2 separate regions of the Sus scrofa genome follow, and region 2 is linked to region 1. The links are chromatin contacts, called in public HiChIP or PLAC-seq maps. All regions are on one chromosome and are shown on one strand. The core of a region is the stretch at or near the end of the contact, and the rest is flanking DNA. Distances in the headings are between cores, read along the strand shown. Region 1 holds the start of VPS18 (vacuolar protein sorting-associated protein 18 homolog). Region 2 holds the start of RPUSD2 (RNA pseudouridylate synthase domain-containing protein 2).

Evidence for each region. HiChIP or PLAC-seq counts read pairs in DNA pulled down with a chosen protein or histone mark.
Region 2: a contact with region 1 is called in an H3K27ac HiChIP or PLAC-seq map of alveolar macrophages. The contact joins the promoter of RPUSD2 here to the promoter of VPS18 in region 1. A contact is called at or near these places in 1 of 5 promoter capture datasets (liver) and 1 of 2 datasets of contacts at active chromatin or transcription factors (alveolar macrophages).

Annotation. Positions count from the first base shown.
Region 1 is chr1:130,416,592-130,423,290 of Sscrofa11.1, forward strand. It overlaps VPS18 (vacuolar protein sorting-associated protein 18 homolog), which reads right to left and starts at 3,876. Exons shown (of 6, transcript XM_001929361.4): 1 at 3,799-3,876; 2 at 1,630-3,671; 3 at 447-588. The coding sequence starts at 1,720. It overlaps LOC106509024 (a long non-coding RNA gene), which reads left to right and starts at 2,597. Exons shown (of 2, transcript XR_001306223.2): 1 at 2,597-2,717.
Region 2 is chr1:130,743,194-130,749,892 of Sscrofa11.1, forward strand. RPUSD2 (RNA pseudouridylate synthase domain-containing protein 2) reads right to left here and starts at 3,781. Exons shown (of 4, transcript XM_021097613.1): 1 at 3,146-3,781; 2 at 1,377-1,434; 3 at 1,139-1,374. The coding sequence starts at 3,766.

The sequences.
Region 1 (6,699 bases), core at 2,626-5,125:
TTCAGGACTCTAGACGGTTCCCCTGATCTATGTGACTAACTTGTGGGTTAGTCCTATCTTTAACAGATGAAGGGACATGGGTGTCTTGCTCAAGATTCCATCACTGGGGGTTCCCCAGGGGCCTAGTGGTTGGGGATTTGGCCTTGTTGCTGCTGTGCCTCAGGTTCAGTCCCTGGCCCAAGAACTTCTGCGTGCCAAGGTCATGGCCAAAAAAAAAAAAAGATTCCACCACTGGTAAGTGAGACAGCTGTGATCTGAATCCAGGTCTACCTGATTCTTCACTACTACATTACACTGGTTGTCCTTGGGAAGGGATAAGATATTTCCTGACAATTCCAAATCCACCTTTTCACCTGCCCAGAGTGGAAGAAGGGCCTAGTCAGTCAGTAGTCCCCAAATACCACCAATCCAGTCCCCAGTCCTAAACCTTCTAGATCCTCACTTACCGAAGTAGTGTATCCTTGCCCAGGCTCATGCAGAGCTGATTGCAGGAAACGACAAGACTGGTGATACGCTCGGAAGGGGTAAAGTCAATGCGCTGCTTCGAGAAGATGGGCGCTTCCTTCTCTAGCTGGGCATTCACATACCCTAGGTGAGGAGTGAAGGAAAGCTTAGCTGTGGAACAGAGCAAGGAAGGGCAAGGGAAGGCAACAAAAGAGTGCTCTTTCCACCTTCCCAACATACTCCTACCCCAGGACCTTGTTAGCCAACATTTTAATAGCAATATATCAAACAGTTTGCTAATCACCATTAGTCCTAGGCCATGTTAGGGGTTCTGGGCTCTTCCCACACTTCTGACAACAGTGAGGGGTTGATTCTTTGAACCCTTGGGTTGCATGATGTACCTGCTCCCAGTGGTAACAGGGGTGGGGTGGGGGGGCAGCAAAGGGTTGGGTGTTCTCCTTATCAGCCTTTGGCCCAGCAATCCCAGCTCAACTAAAGTGGTCTAGTTCCACTCTCTCTCCTCGATCCATGCAGTAATGGTCTCAGTGAGTCTTTAGAAGAATGAGGGCAGAGGGGTTCTTGGGGGACAGTTCCAGTCAGTTGGTTAACAAACTGCTGGTGCTTCCTGTCTAGCCTTTAACTCTCATTCCTTCACCACTGCATAAAACATTCCAGCACTTCAGACCCCTCTGCCAATTCTGTACTACTTTCCACAAAAATATCCCCTCATTGCCCAGCTGCATGGAGCTTTAATGATAGCCTAAAATACTTCATTTTTCCGTGTTCAGTGACAAAGTTCCCTCTAGGACCATGCTCCTCCCCCTACAACATTTCTCTTTCACCAGATTCTTCATCCACTCTCTTCCTCTCACCTCCACAACGGGTCTGGAGCCTATTCTCAGTTTTCCCATCTGCAGCCCTCTAAGCAAGTCACTTCCTTATCTGAGTCCCAGTTCCCTCTTATAAGGACCCTAGTGGCAGGGCCTAGATCACGCGGCTGCTCTTGCTGCTCTTTCAAACTTTGACCATCCACCCGCTAGATTAGAGCCTGAGGAGAATCTAGGGCCTAGATCCCTACTGCAAGTCCGGGGAGGCTAACCCGAGCTCTTGGAGCCCCCCTCCCCGCCCCTCTCCTGCAGATGCCAGGAAAGCTGAGAGGTGCAGCGGCGCCCTCACTTTCCTTACCCGAATGGGGGATGCCCACGCTGGGGCAGCCGGGCTGCAAGACGGCCGAGCGGGACAGGGAGTCCTCATATTCATCCAAGATAGACGCCATGGTGCCCGGCCGCTGGGTCCTCCGTCCCAGGCCCAGAGATTACAACAGGGCTCCCCACAGGGATCCCCGTCTCCCCAGATGGGAAGCTGCGACTCCTCAGCTTCGATCTGGATCTGACAGATCCTGGTAATTCGGCTCCTCCTCTTTAAAATCCTATGGATCTTCTCGCTCTCGCCTTATAGAGCGAGAAGACCAGGGAGCCCTCCCCCCTTGAAGGGGGCTCAATTCAGCACCCAACTCCCGCGCCTAAAAAAACATCGGCTCCCTTCGATCACTCTCAGGTGATCCCAACCTCGCCCGAGGAGCTCAGCTGACTCCCGCCCCCAGGACGCGCGCCTATAACGTAACTTCCGGGTTCTCAGAAGCCGATGTTTGCTCGCGCAGGAACGTCGCCCGGCCGGCCACTGGGAGGAGGTGAGGAGTGAGGAAGGGCGGGGCCAAGGCCTAATCCCCTCTCCAGGGGAGCCCTCTGCTTGTGCGGGAGCCTGCACGCCTTGCAGCGGGAGAAGAGCCGGTTGCTGGGCGGGCCCTGCTGAACACAAGCCCCTCCCTCCTGGACCCTGCTGCAGTTCCGGATTTGGACACCGGGAGGCAATCCCGGCTTTCCCAGCCCCCTTCCCCGACCCTCCCAGGGCAGTCCAGCCCCAGCCTCGGAGCCAGTCCCTAGCACATTTCACACCCAGGCTTACCTCCGTGAGAAGAACGCTCAGGCTCTCTCTGTCCAGCTCCGGCTCCCATCTTTTTAAACAGCCCGTTGTCCGAGTTACCCAGGAGAACCTCCTCAATCTAATTGCCGTCTTGACCCTACCTTCACAAGGCACAGGCAAACACTCCTGGCTTCTCCCACATCCAGGGACCCACCGGCTTCCAGAAAGTGGCAGAGCTGGTGGTCCGGCTCGCAGGAAGCCATGTGCTACCTAACCTGCTCCGTAGTGGCTCCTTGGTGTCAGAGGAGACAAGAGGAGCAACAGAGAAGACGAAGAAGCACTGCTAAGAGGTAGTGGGCCGCTTCCATTCACTCATTTAACAAAAAGGTGTTGAGCCCTTACTCTATGCCTGGCCTTGGGCTAGGTGCTGGGGTTACTTAGGTAAGTACAACACCGTCCTTGAAGGTCATAATCCAGCGGGGGCGATGGGTCAGTAAATAGATAATTAATACCAGAAAAGCGATTGATGATTTGTTCGAAGCTCAGTCGTTCTCACGTGAGCAGACACACACTCTGTCAGACACTGTTCCAGGCTGGGGCGGCACCATAGAGAACAGAACAGATAAAAAATGCCCTTCGCTCCTGACGTGTAGCCAGGTACGTGGTCACAGTGCTATGGCAGCACGAAGGAGCAGGGAACAAATACCTGAAAAGCAGGCAGGAATGAGGGACAAGTGACTTTGGAGGTAGGTGAGGAGTCCAGAGCAGCAGAACAGCGAAGGTTCGGATGCTACTGCCACTGGGTTTCTCTCTTCCATTTGCCTAGGCGACCCATACTGCAGTCTTTTCTCTCCTGGGGCTCATTGACTTTGCTACCTTGCTAAAGTGGAAGGCTCTTGACCAGCGTCACCCTTTCCTGGTTTTAATCGGTAGTCCCCAGTTATGACTAAGAGCGCCCCCTTTACCCTCAAAAGAGCCCAGGTGCGCACCATGCATTGTGTGGAGAGTCCACACTTGCTGAATTTCCCTGACAGGCCTAGAGAGTGAACCCTCACCAGCCCTTGCCGAAGGCTCTCTGGGCCTGGACTGCCCCTCCCACCGCCCGTCTGATTTGCGGTAAAACATAACTTCCCTCTGGCCGGGTCTTGCTTCTCCCGCCGTCTATGCCGCCAGGGGCGCTGCGCTCAGGTTAGGTCCCTGGAGGGAAGGTGCCGAGCTGGGAGGTAGGCAGGTCTCTGGCCTGGGAAAAGTAATCCCAGCCAGGGAACTGCCCTGCCCTTACTTAAAACTCCATCTCAGATCACCTGCATTAGGGAAACACAAATAGGTCCAGACAAAGGTCAAATAACCAGAAAAGGTACATTTACAGTGTGCTGACGATGTGCCAAGCACCATGCTAAGTTTCTAATATTTAATGTTATTTCAGCTTACCCTCGCACTAATGCTAAGAAGTAGGCACTGCTCCTTTCCCCACATTACAAAAGCAGAAACTGAAATTCGACCTGGTGGAGCAATTTGTCCAAGGTCACGTGGCCAGGAAGTGGAGGAAGCCAGGAGGCAATATTCAAATCCAAACAAACGCTGAAGAGTGGATAGTGAAACACACTGTTCACGCCCCCAGTGCAAGCAAGAGAAGAGGGCTACAGCTGCATCCTTAGGTCAGGTCTGGACGCTGCAGAGCAAGTATCCTCCCTGCGTGGAGCTGTTTAGCACAGAAGGGGTGTCTCAGGAACTCAGAATCTTTCCAGTCACCTCCTCACTGTCCCCAGAGCCTCCCTCCTGGTTCCACTGCTCTCTGGGATATATGGGATGGGGCCTAAGTGGGCTTGCCTGCTGCAGATTCAGTTCATACTCCCTGTTGGTTGATTACAGCAGTTTTCCCCCATATCCTCCTTCTTCAATGTTAGGCCAGTCTTTGAAGTAAGAGTCAGAGGCCAGCCTTTTTTTTTTTTTTTTTAATCTTTTTAGGGCCACATTCACGGCATATAGAGGTTCTCAGGCTAGGGGTCAAGTCGGAGCTGTAGCTGCCAGCCTATGCCTCAACCACAACCAAAGCAACACCAGATCTGAGCCGCATCTGCGATCTACACCACAGTTCACAGCTATGCCTGACCCTTAACCTACTGAAGCCAGGGCTGAACCTGTGTCCTCATGGATACTAGTCAGATTTATTTCTGCTGAGCCATGATAGGAACTCCCAGAGACCAGCCTTTACTCCTGCCCAGCCACTCACTAGCTGTGACACTGTGTATATATATATATATATTTTTTTTTTTGGTCTTTTTGTCTTTGTTGTTGTTGTTGTTGTTGCTATTTCTTGGGCCGCTCCCGCAGCATATGGAGGTTCCCAGGCTAGGGGTCGAATCGGAGCTGTAGCCACCGGCCTACGCCAGAGCCACAGCAACTCGGGATCCGAGCTGCGTCTGCAACCTACACCACAGCTCACGGCAACGCCAGATCATTAACCCACTGAGCAAGGGCAGGGACCGAACCCGCAACCTCATGGTTCCTAGTCGGATTCGTTAACCACTGCGCCACAACAGGAACTCCGACACTGTGTATATTTGATGCTGTTAGCTTTGGTCTCCTCATCTAAAGAAATAGATATAATGATACTTATCTCTTAGGTCTGTGTTGAAGAGTAAATGAGGTGATCTAGGTGAAAGCTCATTGTAATAACATGTGCTCAGTAAACTCTAAATATGGTTTTAATCTGACAGTCACTCTCAAGTCCACCTCTTCCATGAAGACTCCCTGGACCACAACTTCTCTCTCAGAAATGCTGTGGCTTATCTTGTATTGATCACTTACTGGCACTTACATATGAAGTGTGGGCATTTTGCTTTGATATGACAGAAGCTGACTGTGAGGATAACTCAAACACTCCTGAGCACCTGAATACAGAGGTGCCTTAGGGAACTCGCAGCTGGAGATTGAGCTTCACCAGCTCCTACCCCTCAGAATTCCTGTGGTAATTGCCATGAGACAGGCAAGGACTGACTGCTGAGCCAAGGAGAGAAAGGATTGTTGTATGAAAGCAGGTGGTTTGTGCTAAGACTTGAAGTGCATATATGATTTTCAAGGGCAAAAAAGGGAAAGTGTTAGGCAGCCCTCAAGAAAACCAAGAGCAGGAGTTTTAGTTGTGCTCAACAGTAACAAACCCAACTAGTATCCATGAGGATGAGGGTTTGATCCCTGCCCTCGCTCAGTGGGTTAAGGATCCAGAGTTGCCGTGAGCTGCAGTGTAGGCTGCAGGTGTGGCTCGGATCCAGTGTTGCTGTGGCCATGGTGTAGGCTGGCAGCTGTAGATCTGATTCAAACCCCTCACCTGGAAACTTCCATACCCTGCATGTGCAGCCCTAAAAAGCAAAAAAGAAAACCAAGAGCAAAGGCCTGCAAGTAGTGTGATGTTTGGGGGCTGGGTGGAAAGCTGGAGCATGGGAAGTAGGGCAGTTGGAGAAATGGGACTGGCTGTGCCCAGATTGTGAAAGCTATTGAATGGGCCATCAGAAAGTTTTCACTGGGGATGAAACCATCTGATGTGGGTTCTGGAAAGATTTGTGGTGGCTTGGGTGAAGTCCGCATTAGAGAGAATGGGATCTGAGGCAGAAGCAGAGGAGAAGAGGTGAGGGCCCAGCCCAGAAAAGAGAGAGTAGACTGGGAAGACTCGGGGGAGACATAAATGAGGAAAGGCCGCTGGGTGTATTGTCAAGTTAGACATTGTGGGGAGAGGGGTTGTGGGGAAGGGTGCAGGATGGCTCTGGGGAGACCTGGCAGATGGAATAGTGACACCTTTGTCTGGGAGGGGGAAGAGCTGGGTAGGGGTGGGACAGAGGTCACAAGGGCCCACAAAACTTGAGGGCCCTGCAGGGCATTTATTCCAAGAGACCCAGCACCTGTGGGGTATTCACTAACTCACTGATAAAAATTCAGCAATTGCACGAATGAGCTTTTCTCAAGCTTCAGTTTCTAAATTTGTAAAAGAAGAAAACTTGACCTTGTAGTATTGTGAATAATATAGGCTGTTTTGCAAGTCACTCTGAGCCCTTGCCCGCACCTAGAAAATGCTCAACAAAAGTTAACTGTAGTGGTAATTGTTGTCTGAATGAAGACCCAGACCAAAAGGAAATGATTTAATTGACTTAAGTAAGTAATTAGGTTTTTAAGACTTTCTTTCTTAGGATGGTTTTACATTAACAGAAAAAAGTGAGATGATAGTAAAAAGTTTTCTTAAACCTTACTTCCAGTTTCCCTTATTATGAACATCTTCCATTAGTGTGGTACATTTGTTAAAATTAATGAACCAATATTGATACATTATTATTAACTAAA
Region 2 (6,699 bases), core at 2,531-5,030, 330 kb after region 1:
CCACCTCCATCCAGAATCTTTCTACCAAGTAAGCTCTCCCTACATTCTTAAAAACCTTGCTCAGGAATTCCCTTGTGGCCAAGCAGTTAAAGGGTCCAGACTTGTCACTGCTGTGGTGAGGGTTTGATCCCCATTCTGGAAACTTCTGCATGTCAGACATGGCCAAAAAACCTTGCTCAGTCTGCCAACACTTTAAAACTTTAGGAGTTTCTGCTGTGGCACAGTGGGTTAGGAATCTGATTGCAGCAGCCTGCGTCACTGCATAGGCAAGGGTTTGATCCTTGGCCCAGCACAGTGGGTTAAGGATCCAGCATTGCCATAGCTGTGGTATGGGTCATCACAGATGTGGCTTGGATTCACTTCCTGGCCTAGGAACTTCTATATGCTTCGGGTATATCAAAAATAACAAACAAACAAACAAAACCACCTCAAAACAGCAAACTACTGGGAGTTCCCACTGTGGCTCAGAGGAAACAATCTGACTAGTACCCTTGAGGAAGTGGGTTCAATCCCTGGCCTCGCTCAGTGGGTCAGGGATCCGGTGTTGCCATAAACTGTGGTATAGATCGAAGATGTGGCTCGGATCCCATGTTTCTGTGGCTATGATGTAGGCCAACAGCTACAGCTCCATATGCCACAGATACAGCCCTAAAAAGCAAAAAAAAAAAAAAACACAAAAAACGGCCAACTACCAAGAGAGGAGATATAAATCAACTCTATAAATATCTTGTGAAACACAAGAGATAATAACCTGTCTCTGGCAATGTAAGTGTTGACTTTCCTGAAGATAGGAGGCTTGACCAGGCTCACTTCAGATCCAGAACTCAGTGACACTTTTTGTTTGTTTGTTTGTTTAGGGCCACACCCAGGCTAAGGGTCGATTTGGAGCTATAGCCACTGGCCTACGCCAGAGCCATAGCCATGCCAGATACCAGCTGCATCTGCAACGTACACCACAGCTCATGGCAACGCTGGATCCTTAAGCCACTGAGCGAGACCGGATTTCAAACCTGCTTCCTTATGGATACTAGTCAGATTTGTTTCGCTGTGCCACAACAGGAACTCCAGTGACATCTTTTCAACACAGAGCATTCATGAATGCAGGAAGTAACCTGAAGGAGGCAAAAGCTTGTCTCACCTGCCGGTCCCGAACCTGTTCATGAATTCTCTCTGAGACGGCCGCTGTCTTGGCAAACATGAGGACCCCGGACGTAAGGCGGTCAAGTCGATGCAATGGGTGTAGCTCTTTGAGTTGGTGCTCCTTGCCCAGGATAAAGATGACCGTGTTGTGTCGGAAGCGGCCACAGGGGTGGACAGGAATGGAAGAAGGCTTGTCTACAACTACCACATCTTCGTTCTCGGCCAGCAGGCGACAGGTTCTGCTGTAACTGGTGGCTCATGCCTGTGCACTGTGTTCCGTAAGAAGTCATTGTCCTGCGAATGACATAAGGCAATTGGTCAGCCCAAGGGCCAGCCACATGTAATCAGTCGACTTTACAGTTTCCTCCCCTCTTCCTTACTGGCCTGGAAGAATGGTCACAGTACATCCTGAAGCAGAAAAAGCAGTGTGCACAGTGGATCCTCATTTTGTAAAATCACAGACACACAGGCAGATAGGCACTGAAAAAGTGCTAGAAGGACATTCATAAAATGTTAATGGTGACATTTTTGGGTGGTGGGGTATGCATTTTTTTTTGTTCTGCTCATTTGTATTTCTATACAACGGTTATAATTAAAAATTAAAATTTTCTAAAAGGAAAAACATTAATTTTTCTAAATTATTTTTCTAAAATTAAAATTTTCTAAAGTATCACTTATTGTGACTGTGAACAAACACCAAGCTCTAAGTCCAGAGATTTGGGCTCCAGACCTGAATTTGCCACAGGCTTACTACACACTTTTTTTTTTTTTTTGCTTTTTAGGGCCACATGTGCATATGGAAGTTCCCAGGCTATGGGTCAAATGGGAGCTATGGCTGACAGTCTACACCACAGCTACAGCAATGTGAGATCTGAGCCGTGTCTGCAACCTACACCACAGTTCATGGCAATACCAGATACTTAACCCACTGAGTGAAGCCAGGGATCGAACCTGTGTCCTCATGGATACTAGTTGGATTCATTTCTGCTGAGCCACAAGGGGAACTCTTTACTACACACTCCTACAAAAGCCACTTAGCTTTTCTAGGCCTCAGTTTCCTTATCTGTAAAATGTGAGGGTCAGTCCAGAACCGTGCTTCTCAAAATTGGGACAGAAGAAAGGATTCAAACCACTCATTCTACAAAAGAAAAAAGTGCCTTGTGAACTCCCACAACCTTGGAGAGCCACTTCTACTGACACAGGTGTCTGATATCTCTTAGCTGTGATGTAATTTTAAAGGATCAAAGCACTGGGCTAGACAATTCTAGTCTCTATTCCTCTCATTTCACAAGTTTATCACATCAGGCTGTACGATAAATGTAGAACTTGTAAGAACACAGGCATTGGGAGTTCCTGTCAAGGCTCAGCAGGTTAAGGATCTGGCATTGCTGCGAGCTGTGGCGTGGGTCAGAGGTGGCTTGGATCTGACCCCTAGCCTGGGAACTTCCATATGCCGCACCTGAAAAACAAAGACAAAACAAACAAAAAAAGAAAACAGGCATTGGAGGTGGCAGTGCTGCCTTACCTCTGTGAGGTTTACCTTAGTTTCCTCAGCTTCCTAACAGGTAAGAGGTGGCAGCATTATCCACTCCACAAGGCTGTCATTAGAATTAAATGTTAAAGTACATAAAATGCTTAACTTTGTGCCCAGCACAGAGTCAGGGAATAAAAATGATGGTCTCCGTTATTACTATTTGTACAGAGATCTACAATGCAAGGTGGAAAGTCATCTGGGCCAGTGCCACAAGGCTGCATAAAAGAAGCTATAAGAATTCCAACTCCTGGCAACACAGAAGCCCCCTTGATAGAAGGGATAAGTGGACTGAGTTCTGAAGCATACAGGCTGTCTACTTGCAAAAATGGGCACTAAAAGAGTGTTCCAAATGAAAACGAGAACGCTTCAGAATTACCCCTATTTTACCCCAATACTTATGCCCTGGTAACTGTGAAAAAAGCCTTGCCCCTTTCCTTGCCCGCTTCCGGGCAGGCCCCATCAAGACTCCACCTTGAGCACAATGCTGAGGTCCTTCACGGGCTCCTCATTGAGGTGCAGGCGGCCCGCCCTGACCGCTGCCTCGTAGTAGGCCAGGGGCTGGGCTCGGAACTCGGTGCTGAAGACGTGCAGCAAGCTGTGGCCCACCCAGCGGCCTTTGCAGTAAGTCTGAAAGTCAAAATAGTAGGGCCGCACTTTGCGCAGGCCGCCCTCGAAATAGTAGCTGGTCTCGGCAAAGTGCTCATCGCTGAAGCTAACCCCTGCCCGTCGCTTCTTCGGGGGCGGCACGACACGCTCTCCGGTTGCGCCCCGCCGCTTCTTCCGCTTGCCTGGGCCGGGGGCTACGACCGGGGCCTGCTCCTCGATCTCGGAGGCCTGCTTCGCGTCTCCCGGGGCCAGCTCCACTCCAGGGCCCGCAGGCTCCAGGCTCTCTTGCGGTTCCCTAGGTTCGCCACCCGCAACTCCGTTTTGCTGAGCCGGGGCCTCCAGCCCGCCCGCGGCCTCGGCCCGGGTCGAGAGTGTTTCCGCCATGGGGTCCCTGCGGTCACCCCAAGTCCTGGCAAAGGTGAGACGCCGGAGGTTGGAGCACACTTGCCTAAGAACCGGGAGCCACAAGCGGCCGCCCAGCCACATAACCACGTGGCCGCGGCTTCTGGGTCGCGATCTGAGGACGTCACTTGGCATCAACCAATCATTGAGGCCTCGTGCCGGGATGGGACTGAGAGGGGAGTAGGAGCGAAGGGGTGAGTTGAAAGAGTTGAGAGGCTAGGAGAATGACTCATTAAAAGTGGAGATAACGTATAGATATGCTCAAAGTCTTGCGTCTGGAAAAACTCTTGAAAGGAGTTATTTAAAACAAAATAAAATGAGGATTTCTAAACTCTGGATATACTAAGAATCACTGTGTTGTTTACTTTAAAAAGATGTGATAGTTTGTGACTTAACTCGGTAAATTTGATATATATATGTAATTAAACTCACACACCCCAGAAGCAATGTTTTTACACTTGTCGATCCCCCTAACATCATGAGAAAGATTAGAGATCTCCTAGTTGCTTCCCATATGCTCCTGTCCCGAGATTAAAACTGCAAGTGGATCAGAAGATGTATTTGTCAGAGTTCTTAAATGCAAAATACTGAAACCAAAATACTTAAATGCAAAATACTGAAACCAATAATTTTTAATTTATAAAAGAGGAAATTTATTATTATTATTTTTTTAATTTCTTAGGGTCACACCCGCGGCATATAGAGGTTCCCAGGCTAGGGGTCAATCAGAGCTATAGCTGCTGGCCTATGCCCCAGCCACGTCACGAAGATCCAAATTTAGGCTGGGACCACACCACAGATCATGGCAACGCCAGATCCTTAAACCACTGAGCAAGGCCAGGGATGGAACCTGAGGTCTCATGGATGCTAGTCGTATTCGTTAACCGCTGAGCCACAAAGGAAACTCCAAAGAGAAAATTATTGAAAGGATATTACTGCCTCATAGAATTCACAAGAGAAAATTTAAAAAGAGCAGAAAGATCAACTGTTGGTGGGATTGAAGGAAAAACTATACACCCATACATTACTGGTGGAATTGTGCATCTGTCACACTCTTCTCAGAAAGCAATATGGCGTTTAATGAAATTTAAAACCGTACACACACTCACATACTCTTTAACCTAGCTATGCCATTCATGAGAATCCGTCCCTGAGTAAGAAAAAAAAATGTAGGTAAGGGTATATATACAAAGGTGTTTACTGCAATGTTGCTTTTTAGTGACCAAAAAATGGAAGCAAAGCAATCGCCCACTAAAAGTCGAATGAATGGATACATCATTCTTCATCACAAAATTCTGTTCATAACCATTAAAAAGAATGAAATCAAGCAAGTGCGGTTGACATAGGTTTTGTGGAATGAAAATAATAACGATAATAGCAAGCACTCATATATAGTGCTATTTTAAGTGCTGTATGTATTTTAACGCAGTGAATTCTCATAATAACCCTATAAGTGCTACCATCATTTTCCAGATGAGGTCACTGAAGCCCAGAGAACCTACAGGCAAGTAAATGGCGAGAAAAATAAGAGCCAGAAATGTGTAACATGATATAGTCTTTGTAAAAAATCTATTTAAAAAATGTATATTGTGTAATTCATTTAAAAAAAAAAAAGAATTCACAAGAGAGTTGGCGAACAAACTCAGAAACAGCCAAATCAAGAGAAGCCAAGGCCTCTGAGAACCAGCCACATGACAAAAAGGTGAATTTCATGGAGTGTGAATTACATTTCAATAACTTTTTGTTTGTTTGTTTTTGGCTGTGCCTATGGCATACAAAAGTTCCTGAGACAGGGATCAAACCCAAGCCACAGCAGAGGCACAAGCCACTGCAGTGACAACGTGGGATCCTTAACCCAATGCACCATAAGGGAACTCCTAAAGTTGTTATTTAAAAAAACAAAAAAAAAAGAGGAGTTCCCGTTGTGGCTCAGTGGTTAACGAATCCAACTAGGAACCATGAGGTTGTGGGTTCAATCCCTGGCCTTGCTCAGTGGGTTAAGGATCCAGTGTTGCTGTGAGCTGTGGTGTAGGTTACAGATGCGGCTCAGATCTGGTGTTTCTATGGTTCTGGTATACACCGGCAGCTATAGCTCCGATTAGACCCCTAGCCTGGGAACCTCCATATGCCCCGGGAGTGACCCTAGAAAATGCAAAAAGACCGAAAAAAAAAAAAAAGAGTATTTTTCAGAACGTGTCTGAAGCACAGACAAGGAGAGATCTAGAGAATGAGACCCTGTACGATTGTATAAATTCTTGCTACGCCCATGTGGTTTATGGATTAGCAACGTGGGCAACATCTGGCAACTTGGAGCTGCAGAATATTTTTCCTCCTTCCCTCCAGACCTGCTGATTGAGAATCTGCATTTTTTTTTTCTTTTTAGGGCTGCACCCTCGGCAAATGTAAGTTCCCAGGCTAGGGATCACATTGGAGCTGTAGCCCCTGGCCTGCTCCACAGCAACTCGAGATCCAAGCCGTGTCTATGACCTACACCACGGCTCACAGCAATGTTGGATCCCTGACCCAGTAAGTGAGGCCGCATCCTCATGGATACTGGTTGGATTTGTTTCCGCTGAGCCACTACTCTGAGAATCTGCATCTTAACAAGATCCTCAGATGATTCATCTGCATATTAAAGTTTAAAAGGCTCTGCTATAGACCATGCTAAGTAGACTTCTGTCACACTCTTTGGAGATCGATGCTTTGGAGATCCAGCATCAAAGATCTTCTTTGTGTGGAGAATTTCCCAGATAAAGTACTGTCTCTAAGATGTGGAATCCAGAAACTGTCCTTCCTAGCCTCACTTGCAATTTCGTCATCCATCACCTGAGCTCTGATCAGGCAGGATCTTTTGTTCAGAGGCAAACAGCAGAGGAAACAGGCACAGTGTGGAATCCATATCTGACATGCTAGCATTGGTGGCATCTGGTTTGGGGGACGACAATGGGGGAGATTCTTGTGTCCAATGCCCTGATGCTGTGTCTATACTCAGTGGCATTGGGGTGCTCCCTGAGCAG